Linked DNA regions of Pan troglodytes: region 2 is linked to region 1. The links are chromatin contacts, called in public HiChIP or PLAC-seq maps. All regions are on one chromosome and are shown on one strand. The core of a region is the stretch at or near the end of the contact, and the rest is flanking DNA. Distances in the headings are between cores, read along the strand shown. Region 1 holds the start of STAG1 (STAG1 cohesin complex component). Region 2 holds the start of NCK1 (NCK adaptor protein 1).

Evidence for each region. HiChIP or PLAC-seq counts read pairs in DNA pulled down with a chosen protein or histone mark.
Region 2: an H3K4me3 HiChIP or PLAC-seq map of stem cell-derived excitatory neurons shows a contact between it and region 1, with 2.3 times the contacts expected there. The contact joins the promoter of NCK1 here to the promoter of STAG1 in region 1. A contact is called at or near these places in 1 of 7 Hi-C or Micro-C datasets (stem cell-derived neural progenitor cells) and 1 of 1 datasets of contacts at active chromatin or transcription factors (stem cell-derived excitatory neurons).

Annotation. Positions count from the first base shown.
Region 1 is chr2:139,981,680-139,987,438 of NHGRI_mPanTro3-v2.0_pri, reverse strand. STAG1 (STAG1 cohesin complex component) reads left to right here and starts at 3,589. Exons shown (of 33, transcript XM_016942001.4): 1 at 3,589-3,988.
Region 2 is chr2:140,088,278-140,093,705 of NHGRI_mPanTro3-v2.0_pri, reverse strand. NCK1 (NCK adaptor protein 1) reads right to left here and starts at 2,747. Exons shown (of 4, transcript NM_001246580.1): 1 at 2,627-2,747.

The sequences.
Region 1 (5,759 bases), core at 2,340-4,839:
TTAATAAAAATTGTGATGTTTGAAAATCCTTGCCGAGAATTGGAATCTTGATTAAGAATTTCGTTGGCCAGGCGCAGTGGCTCACGCCTGTGATCCCAGCACTTTGGGAGGCCGAGGTGGGCTGATCACCTGAGGTCGGGAGTTGAGACCAGCCTGGGCAACGTGGTGAAACCCCGTCTCTACTAAAAATATAAAATTAGTTGGGTGTGGTGGAGTATGCCTGTAATCCCAGCTAGTCCGGAGCCTGAGGCAGGAGAATCGCTTGAACCTGGAGGCCGCGGTGAGCCAAGATCGCGCCATTGCACTCCAGCCTGGGCAACAAGATCAAAACTCTGTCCAGGGAGGGTGGGGGTGGGGAAGAATTTCTTAAAAGCAGCCTCTGCTTTTATGTGTAATTCTGTAACAAAGTCAACATGTTATGGGACCTTTATTACTTTATCTTACCAGATAGGTAAAGGATGAATAAATCTGCCCTTCACTTACATTTATGATTAATCAGACAGGTCAGCTAGTGTGAATAATTTCTAATGAAATAGAGAAAAAAATGAAAAAATATCAAGGCATGCCTTGAATATCATTAACTATTTTAGATGATATCTTTTAAGCCATAGGAATCACAGAACGCTTTTGTGTAGGTATAACAATGTTGCATTTTAAAAAGAGAAGTGAAGCAGGAGTGGGGAGTAGAGGGAAGGTGGGTCAATGGCACCTACCTCTGGACCTAGCAAGGCTGAGGTGTGAGAATCACTTGAGCCCAAGTCAGAGGTTGCAGTGAGCTATGACTGTACCACTGCACTCCAGCCTGGGCAACACGGCAAGACCCTGTCTCAAAAACAAACAAACAAACACAAACAAAAGGGAGGTGAAGGGAGACGTGTTTACAAGGCTATTACAATAGTTTTGGTGTAAGGCAATGGGAGGGGAGAAGGGTTTGAATAAGGATGGCAGTAGTAGAAAAAAAAGCAAGCCATCTGAATGAGGTATGGTGGGACTTAGGCTTTTTTGAAAGAAAATAATCAAGTCTGGCCCTACAATTTAGAGCCTAGGCTGCTATGTAATTATTTATAAACAATTTATAAAATTGATTATAAAAATGACTTATAATCAATTATTAAGTGTGAGGGCAAAATACAATTTTAGATTTCTATAAACTTAGAAAGTTGATTACCCATGCCCTCAGACTTAAAAAAATGCTAAAAACTTCTTAGTAAGATTAAAAACAATAAATGTAATAATGCTGATGGCATTTCTATAATATATTAAATAGTTTAAATATTAAATAAATAGTTTAACACTCATAACAACCCTATGAGATTGGTACTGTTGCTATTTCCATTTTGCAGTTGAGGAAACTGAGACAGAAAGAGATTTGTCTAAGGTTACAAAGCTTTCCAGAGCAGTCTGGTTTCACAGTTCATGTTCTTAATCACTACACTAGCTGAAATTACAATGTTAGGATAAATTAGGAAATTCAAATAAGAGAGAGGAATTATTTTAAGTGTTTGAGCTGCAGCTTTCTGGCAAGTAGCTGAACACGAGGAAACTCAGTTAAGGAAAAATCAAGAACAGACTAATTTTGGGAGACCTAAGAGAAGGCATGTAGTAGAGAACAGATTGAAGAAAGAGGAGGTGCTAGCAAAGAAATCAGAAGACCAGCAAACTAGGTAGGTGTAGATCCGGGGAAGTGTCTTAAAAGAAAGGGAAAAAGGGTTTCAAGTAGGGGATGGGGATTGGTGAAAACCGTAACTGTTTCTTTTGAGAATGTGTCAATGAAAGGAACGTTGATAGCATAGCAACTGGAGGGAGTAACATCACTGAATTAAAAAAAAAAAAGACAACAGAAACTTTTTTTTTTTTGAGACAGAGTCTCACTCTTGTCGCCCAAGCTGGAGTGCAGTGGCGTGATCTCGGCTCACTGCAACCTTCACCTCCCGGGTTCGAGAGATTCTCCTGCCTCAGCCTCCCGAGTAGCTGGCATTACAGGCGCACACCAGCACGCCTGGCTAATGTTTGTATTTTTAGTAGACAGGGTTTCACCATGTTGGCCAGGGTAGTCTCGAACTCCTGACCTCATGTTATCCGCCCGCCTCTGCCTCACAACGTGCTGGGATTACAGGTGTGAGCCACCGCACCCAGCCAAGACAACAGAAACTTCTGAGAAACAGAAAGGAAGAAGACAGTGGATAAGAACATATTTACATTATAAGGCGCTAGGAAAGTAGTGGTGGAAGGAGAAGGTGGGAAGGGATGGCATAGTGTCAGGCAGAGGGAGTGGCTTTGGAGAGAAGGGTTCTGGGTTAATTTGGTTAGAAGTTTTGGGATCACGAACAGGAGGTGGTCACAGATATTTTATAATGGAGGGAAGGTCAAACCGGAATTGGAGTCCCATAGCTCTGAGCCCAGGAAACTGGATGAATTTATCTATTAGTATGGACTGGGACTGGCATCTTTAACAACATGGAAAGCTTGAAACAGTCTTTGTGGAAAATAGGAGATCAGCCAGAGATTAGAAGAAAGCGCAAGAAAATTATAAGTAGGAGTCCAGTCACGAATTCATATCCAATCTGGTCAGTTATGACTTTCTCCAGCGAAAAGCCACACATCTTGCAAATCCTTGAGAGAGAAAACACAAATAGGGGTAACCTACTGGAGACAGGCCCTTAAGACTATAAAGTAGTTGAGCGATTCCATACTGAAATAGACTTGGCTATAGCGATAGAGAAGTTAGTCATATCGGGGCTAATGATCCAGGAGAGTAAGGATTCACTTTTGTGGTGAAAAGTTGTAAGCAGGTGAAAGGTAGGGATCCATGGCCACGGACGGGCAGGTGGAGATCAGGGAAGAGGCGACGTTCAACATAAATAGTTTGTTAATGATTTCACCTTACTGATTATTTCTCTTTTGGCATCTAGAAGGCTAAGATTCTCATGTGTATTTCAGAGCTACTGAAAGTAGTCCTAGGTTGTGGAGGGAGAAATCCAATTTCACAGCTGAGTCTATCTTCTCAGTCTAGTTATATTCTCTTCTCACAAACTAGCCAATGCTGCCGCCTTATGCAAAGCCGACACCACGGAAAGATGTGCTTTACAGAGGCAGGATGACGCCAATCGGCCTAGGGCCGGCGGTGTTTCGTCTAGATTAATGGCGAGGGAAGTCCCCAATAGTCCCTTTGAAACCTTTTCACTCTTGCCTGGTGAAAGCGCTTGTCAACCGTAAATCGCGAATACAATGCTAAGCTCTGAGGCCCTTGCTAAATCCAAGTGGGAGCAGGGATCTGCGCGGCCTCACCCTCGGGTTTCCGCAGGGCGTCTCGAGAGTTGCGGATGGGGGCAGCAGGAGCCGGGCGGGAACAGAGGAAAGCGCCGGCCCTGAGACCTAGGGAGGAGCCTCGGTGAAGGAACCCGGAGCGGGTTCCTGCCTAGCTCTCCAAGAAGCTCCAAAAATGGCGGGCGGCAACTCGGCGAGCCGGACGCGCAGGCGCCACCGTGGCCGTCCTTCCGCCAGCCTCGGGCGGCCCAAGAACCGTCCACAGCGCCCTTATCCAGAAGCCTACGCCGCTCGCGATTGGCTGAACTGCGCGAGCGCTCCGTGTGGGGGCGGGGCCGCCACGCAGCGGCCACGTTTCCCGCCCCGCTGGTGCGCGTGCGCGCAATCCCCACTGGAAAGCGTTTGCGCGCGCCCCTGCCGCGGCCCCTAGCTCGCGCCTCAGCTCCCTCCCCTTTCCGGGCAGGCCCGTCCCGTCAGCAAGGCAGTGAGCACCGCGGCCAGCAGAGGGCGGTCCGGACCCAAGTCTGCAGCGGCGCCATTGGCGTGTGGAAAATGCCACCAGATGGCGGGTTAGGATTGCAGCTCCGTTGAAGGCGCGGCCCCCGCTCCCGAACCCCCGGCGACCACCCCGTAACAACCCCCCCACATCGGGAATAACACACCGGAGACTTTTGGGGGGAAACTAGGTCGATGGTCGGCGGCGCCCGGATGGGCAGCTGAGGTGAGTGCGGGCGGCGGCGACGGCGGCGGGGGGCGGGAAAGAGGGGGAATGCGGCGGCAGCGGCGCGGGGGCTGGAAGCGCCGATCCAAGATGGAGGCCGGGCGAGAGCGAGAGAGCGCGAGCGGCGAGCGGGCGGGCCGGGCGCGGGCCCCGTGCGGGGGAGGGAGGCCGCGCGGGCCTGTGCGGGGTGCGGCGGTCGTGGGCCGTCCGAGTGCCCGGAGAGACGTCTGTGGGCGCGGTGGGCACCCCAGCGTCTTCGTCGCTTGCCACCCCTCCCGCGGGCACCAAAAATTTTGCCCCCGCCCGCCCGGGCACTACGGCGACAGGCGCGGAAGCCTTTGTGGCGCGCTCGGGCCCGCCGCCAAGCCCGCCCTCCGCCCCCCCCGCCCGGGCTCTCGGGAGTCGCCCGCGCCCAGCGGGGCCGGGCCGACGCGGGCTGGCGCGAATGCCTTCCGCCGCCCGCCGACCTGCGTTTCTGCGGTGTTTTAGCGGCGGCGGCGTCACATGACAACGAGTTCATTTCAGCGGAGGGGCCTGGGGGGTCGCTCGGCGGGGCGGCTGGCCCAGGCTTCTTGTTGGCGGGGTGGGGCAGGGGGGTGGCGGCTGGGGGAGATGGGGCATCAATGCTGGGCTTTCCAGCTATCTGCCCTCTCAGCCCCCGACGGGGGCCTCCTTGTGAAACGTGTCCAGGCCTAAGCACTGCCCCGCTAGTTTGCCAGTCCCCTGAGAGACGAGGCCAATAAAAGTTGTTTTCCCTCCTTTCTCGAGGTGGGGGCGGGGTGGGAAACTAGAGTGCTTGGAGTTGGACCTGAGCCTCGTTTGCAGGGTCCGAACTGGGTGCTTCTTGTATGGTATGGGTACTAAGAAATTTTCAGGTTTTAGGATTGTCACGTCACCCCCATCTACCCACATTTCAAATGTTATCTATCGATTCTCTTCACATTGCAGGGAATCGTGCTCCGGGAGTTTAAGTCATGGGATAGTTTTGGACACTTACAGACAAAAAAAAAAAAAAAAAAAAAAAACGCAATTTGTGATAAAAAAAATTATTTGCTGTTAAAGTTGGTGTTAAGATGGATAGAGTTTATTCTCGTGATTCTGACTAGAAAGACTTGCATCTTCGCAAAAATAGTGTTTACTCGAGAAAGTATCTGAATTGGCACAAAGTTGTGTGATTTGTAACTTACGTGGAATTTGAATGACTCTACATTTTAGTTTTCCTCGTGTTTTAAGAAAATTGCACATTCCGATGGTGAAGCACTTAGGGAAATATACAGAACAGCGAAAATAAAAATAACTTGTTTATTGTATGGTAATGTAACGTACCTTGTTCTAATATTCATAATGTATGAGGAATTCAGACTGAAAAATTTTAACCAAGTAGGGAAATATGGAATGGAAAGAAGCAGAAATGTTTTTTCCTTGCTTTTGATGATTAAGAATACTTATAAGACAAATTGTTACCCAAATAAAGTTGTAGAAGATCTACAGGTGTTTTGCCACGCCATTTTCCTTTACATATTTAAAACGTACTTCGAGTAAACTAAATTAATTCAAGTGATCTACCAGTGGTCATTTTCACAAACGAACTGCTTTTGAGTGGAAATTTTTCTGTATCCACTTCAGTTTCGATGTTCTGATAAGGCTAAGGAATATTTAAATAGATGCAAAATATGGAAGTTTGTTGTGTTACTAGGATTGCCTCCTTTGAAGAGACTAATAAAATGACTGTAGATTTGATTGGTTCTTTTAAAGCCTTAAAGGCACTATG
Region 2 (5,428 bases), core at 1,498-3,997, 110 kb before region 1:
AAAAAAACAGAAGAAAAAGAAAAAAATATATATATACAAAAAAATTAGCTGGGCATGGTGGCACACACCTGTAGTCCCAGCTACTTGGGAGGCTGAGGCACAAGAATCGATTGAACCCGGGAGGCAGAGGTTGCAGTGAGCCAAGATCGTGCCACTGCACTCCAGCCTGGGCAACAGAGACTCTGTCTCAAAAAAAAAAAAAAAAAAGAAAAGAAAAAAACCCAGAACCATGAAGTATCACTAAATATCTCTTTTCTTTATTATTTTCCTTTTTAAATTTTTTTATATTTTCTTAATTTAGAGACAGGGTCTCATTACATTGCTTAGGCTGATCTCAAACTCCTGGCCTCCAGCTATCCTCCCGCCTTGGCCTCCCAAGTGCTGGGATTACAGGCTTGAACTACCCCGCCTGGTCTCCCTCAGTATCTAACAAAACATTACACATAGGTTTTTTTTGTTTGTTTCTGTTTGTTTGTTTTTTTTTTTTTTGTGACGGAATCTTGCTCTGTTGCCAGGCTGGAGTGCAGTGGCGATCTTGGCTCACTGCAACCTCCGACTCCCGGGTTCATGCAATTCTCCTGCCTCAGACTCCCGAGTAGCTGGGATTACAGGTGCGTGCCACCACGCCCGGTTAATTTTTGTATTTTCAGTAGAGACGGGGTTTCACCGTGTTGGCCAGGCTGGTCTCGATCTCCTGACCTCGTGATCCGCCTGCCTCGGCCTCCCAAAGTGCTGGGATTACAGGCGTGAGCCACCGAGCCCGGCCAACATTACACGTAGGTTTCAAATTTTATTTAGATGTACCTGAAAGCACTGCAGAAACCTGGACAAAAGATAATGCCTAGAAAAATAAATACACATTTTATTTATTTATTTTTTTGAGACGGAGTCTCGCTCTGTCGCCCAGGCTGGAGTGCAGTGCCGCGATCTCGGCTCACTGCAAGCTCCGCCTCCCGGGTTCACGCCATTCTCCTGCCTCAGCCTCCCGAGTAGCTGGGACTATAGGCGCCCGCCACCACGCCCGGCTACTTTTTTGTATTTTTAGTAGAGACGGGGTTTCACCGTGTCTGCTAGGGTGGTTTCAATCTCCTGACCTCGTGATCCGCCCGCCTCAGCCTCCCAAAGTGCTGGGATTACAGGCTTGAGCTACCCCGCCTGATCTCCCTCAGTATCGAACAAAACATTACACGTAGGTCTCAAATTTTATTTAGATGGACCTGAAAGCACTGTCAAAACCTGGACAAAAGATAATGCCTAGAAAAATAAGTACACATTTTAAAATTTAATACATGAGCCAACAGCTGAGTAGATGTGAACACTCTGCAAACTATGTTTATGGATATTACAGCCAATTTCCACAGATCACAATTTTCCCAAAGAAGTCTCAGAGTTTGTGGTCAAGATGAAAAGAAAGTACCATTTATCAACCAGTGCATATTACTATCAAGTTGTGAATGGGATGCCTATTTAAGAATATCACAGACTCCACCCCTCACAAGAAAATAAAGTGTTTTAAAAAGAAAAGAACGAATATTATTGACAATTACCAAACAAAACTTTCTTCTTAGGTTATTTCTCCGTTTACTGTGTGACCTCGCTGAAGGCTGAGAGTCTAGGCACACTGGTTTCCAGGTGCTGAAGAAATCGTTATAGTTGGTTTGTCATACGTCTATCAAAGTAAAATTTTAAAAATGAGTACCTTTTGGCAACACCCGTTTTGGGGGGACATTGAGCTGCTTTGCTCCCTACCCAAAGAGGAGTTAGGCAATTCTCTTTAACGTAATTCTTTCCTAATTTCTAGGGCTTCTTACCTAATCTAACGTGCATAATTATTTTCAGGTGACTCCGGGTCCATCAGTTTGACACCGAGAGCGTTTCTACGGTTACGTCCTCAGCCCTGAACAAAACCCAGCTTCCTGAGCTTCTAACGGCGAATTTAACTTGTATGTTAATACAGAAGAAAGGTTACAAAACCTATCGAAATGGTTTTTTGTTTTACCAAACATATTACAACTCAAGTCAAAAGTTCACAGCCCCAGCAACTCGCGTACGAATCTGAAGCAGGTCCAGACCATTAAAGTCGCAGCCCCAGACTAGAAAACGGCCGGTGGGTGGGGGGAGGGGAGAGGGCGCGTCCCGAAGATGTCCACCCGCAGCACCGCGCAGGCTGACGCCTCCCCTCCTCTCGGGCTGGAGGTGAGAGCGCCCTTCCTCCTACCACGTCCCTACCTTCCCGGCCTCGGATTACGCCACAGCTGGCAAAAGGACTTTTTCATGAGAAAACAGACAAGTCAACCAGCGCGCCGCACACTCGACCTCCCAGGCTCGCACGGGCGGCCGCCCGGGCTCTCAGCCCGACACAGCGCTCCAGGGGCTGACAAGGAGGCCGCGGGGTCACGCTCCCTGGGGCAACGGCCCGAGGGTCTCGCGGAATCCCAGTGCAGAAGTCTGGACCCTCCGAGCAGCCTCCGCGCCCCCTCCGGCTCAGCTCCGAGCCTGCAGACGGCGCCCCCGGGGCTAACTCAGAGCGAGAAGAGGAAGCGACGCAGCGAGTAACAGGCTGTATGGACGGACAGCGGACTGACGGGGGGGGGTGTGTGTCTGCCTGCCAACAAGGCCGTCTCACCTTCCCGCTGCCGAGCCGGGCAGCTCCAGCTCACCTGAGGAGGGCTCCAGGACGCCACTGCGGCCGCCGTGATGGCCGTAACGGCACGAGGCCTGCGCTCCGCCGCCGCCGCGTAGCTCTTGGGAGAGAGGCGGGGCACGCGCGGTGGGCAGGCGGATCCGCGCGGGCAGGAAACCCACTCTGGACCCAATCTGATAGGTTCAGTCGCCCCCTTCCCCGGTCCCTGACGCGACAACGGTCTCTGCCGCACTGGGATTGGGCGGGCCCACATGTCAATCAAGCCCCCTGCGTGATGTGGAGGGAGCGGAGGCTGCGCGGCGGAGAGTAGAGAGCTAGAGGGTGAGAAGCGCTGGGCCGGACCAGAACTGTCTTCGCTTTTCCCTCTGCGGCTGCTCTGGTTGGTTACTTTGAGCCTTCCTCCTCAGCGCCGCAGGAGAGACTTAACAGCAAAAATGACTGTGTCCTGAGTTCAGCCCCCACTGCTCTGGGAGCTTCCCCCTGGTTTCTGCACCTGAAGAATGTCATCCCAGCCGAAGGTTCTTAGGAGCGGGGAGCGACAAAGAAAAACAAAGAAAAGCAGACCTGAAAATTGGGACCTGGGAGAAATGTAAGACATGTGCTTAATTTGAGGCACAGACCAAAAGAAGCTGAGTCTGAGGGCCCTCTAAAAGTGTCCTCGTGCTTGGGCAGCTTACATTCTTGGGGGCAGTAGTGTTATGAAGAGGACCTTCGTAGCCAGGTCTGCCCATTCTTAGGGCTCCAGCCACTGGCTGAGGCATCAGTAAGTTGGTTCTTCCCCTCGCCGGTGCTGCAGGCCCCCTTCCCCGCCCCCGCGCCGTAACCTGCCTCTTTTTTTTTTTTTTTGAAACGAGTTTCGCTCTGTCGCCAGGGTGGAGTGCAGTGGCACGATCTCGGCTCACTGCAACCTCCGCCTCCGGGTTCAAGCGATTCTCCTGCCTCAGCCTCCCGAGTAGCTGGGATTACAGGCATGTACCACCACGCCCAGCTAATTTTTTTGTATTTTTAGCAGTGACGGGGTTTCACCATGTTGGCCAGGATGGTCTCGATCTCTTGACCTCGTGATCCGCCAGCCTCGGCCTCCCAAAGTGCTGGGATTACAGGCGTGAGCCACCACGCCCAGCCGCCTCATCTCTTCTTAACCATCTTTGTGGCACAGTTTAGGGTCGCTCCTCAGGGAAGCTTGCTCAGTTAGGTACCTTCCTTGGAGCACAGGTGTTTTCTCCATCCGATCTATTGAAATGGTTTGCCTGTATGCCTACCTAGATTGTAAACTCCGTTGAATCAGTAACCATGTCTGTTCAGTTTCTCCCTAGGGCCTTGCAGTAGGGTAGATGGTCAGTAAATACTGTTTAAGGCATTAATACTTTTTATTTTAATCCTGGCCCTGGATATCAGCCTCAAAAGTTTGCAGTTTTCTGCATTTAACTTCAAAATTATTTACGTGATTGGTAATGCATGCATGTGGTTGGCCTGTGCTGTAATTTAGATGTTTGTTCCCCTAAACCTCCTGTTGAAATTTGATCCCCAATGTTGGAGGTGGGGACTAATGGGCAGTGTTGGGTCATGGAGGTGGTTCCTTCATGAATAGATTAATGTCCTCCCTGGGGAGAGGGTAAATGAGTTCTCTTTATTTCCACCAGAGCTGGTTAAAAAGAACGTCGCACTTCCTTTCTTCTTTTGCGTCCTCTCTGGCCATGTAATCTCTGCACACACCAGCTCTCCTTTGCCTTCTGGCATGAGTAGAAGCAGTCTTAGGCTCCCATCAGATGCAGATGCTCAGTCTTGAACTTTTCCAGACATCAGAACCATAAGCCGAAAAACCTTTTCTGTTTCTAAATTATCCAGCTTTGGGTATTCCTTTCTAGCAACACTAAAGGGACTAAGACAGCCTGCCATATGTAGGATCACAAGGTCAAGCACAAATTTACCTATTTATGCTGTACTATCCTCAGGTTGGCTGGGACAAGTAGACCATGAAACTGGGCAACAGCTACTCTATGTCTACATTCTGTTATTAGCATCCAAAGTGAATAATGGCGGTGAATTTTGAGTTTATTCTAAGGGTTTAAATAACTTTGCATATTTTATCATGACTGGTATGGACTGAATTGCATCCCCCCCAAAAATTCATACTGAAGCCCTCACTCCTAATGTGACTATATAAATGTTTCTTAACTTACAAAGGGGTTATGTTCCAATAAACCCACCATAAACTGAAAATACCTTAAGTTGAAAAGATCTTAAGTCAGAAATGCATTTAATGCTTCTAACCTACCAAACATCATAGCTTAGCGTAGCCTACCTAAAACATGCTCAGAATACTTACATTAGCCTTCAGTTAGGCAAAATCATCTAATACAAAGCTTATTTTTTAATAAAGTATTGAGTATTTCATGTAATCTAAATACTGAATGAAAAACTGGATGGTTTTATGGGTACTCAAAGTACAGATTCTAGAGTGCATATGGCTTTTGGACCATCATAAAGTCAAAAAAATCTTAAGTCAGGGACCATCTCTAGTTGGAGCTAGGCCTTTAGGGAGGTAATAAAAATTAAATTAGGTCATAAGGGTGGGGCCCTAATCCCATAAGATTAATGTCTTTATAGAAAGTGGCACCAGAGAGCTCTCTCCATTTGAGAACACAGCAAGCAGACAGACATCTGCAAGCCAGGGAGAGAGCCCTCACCCAAAACTGACCATGCTGGCACCCTCTTTTGGACCGCCCAACCTACATAACTTTGAAAAAATAAACTTCTGTTGTGTAAGCCACCCAATCTAGT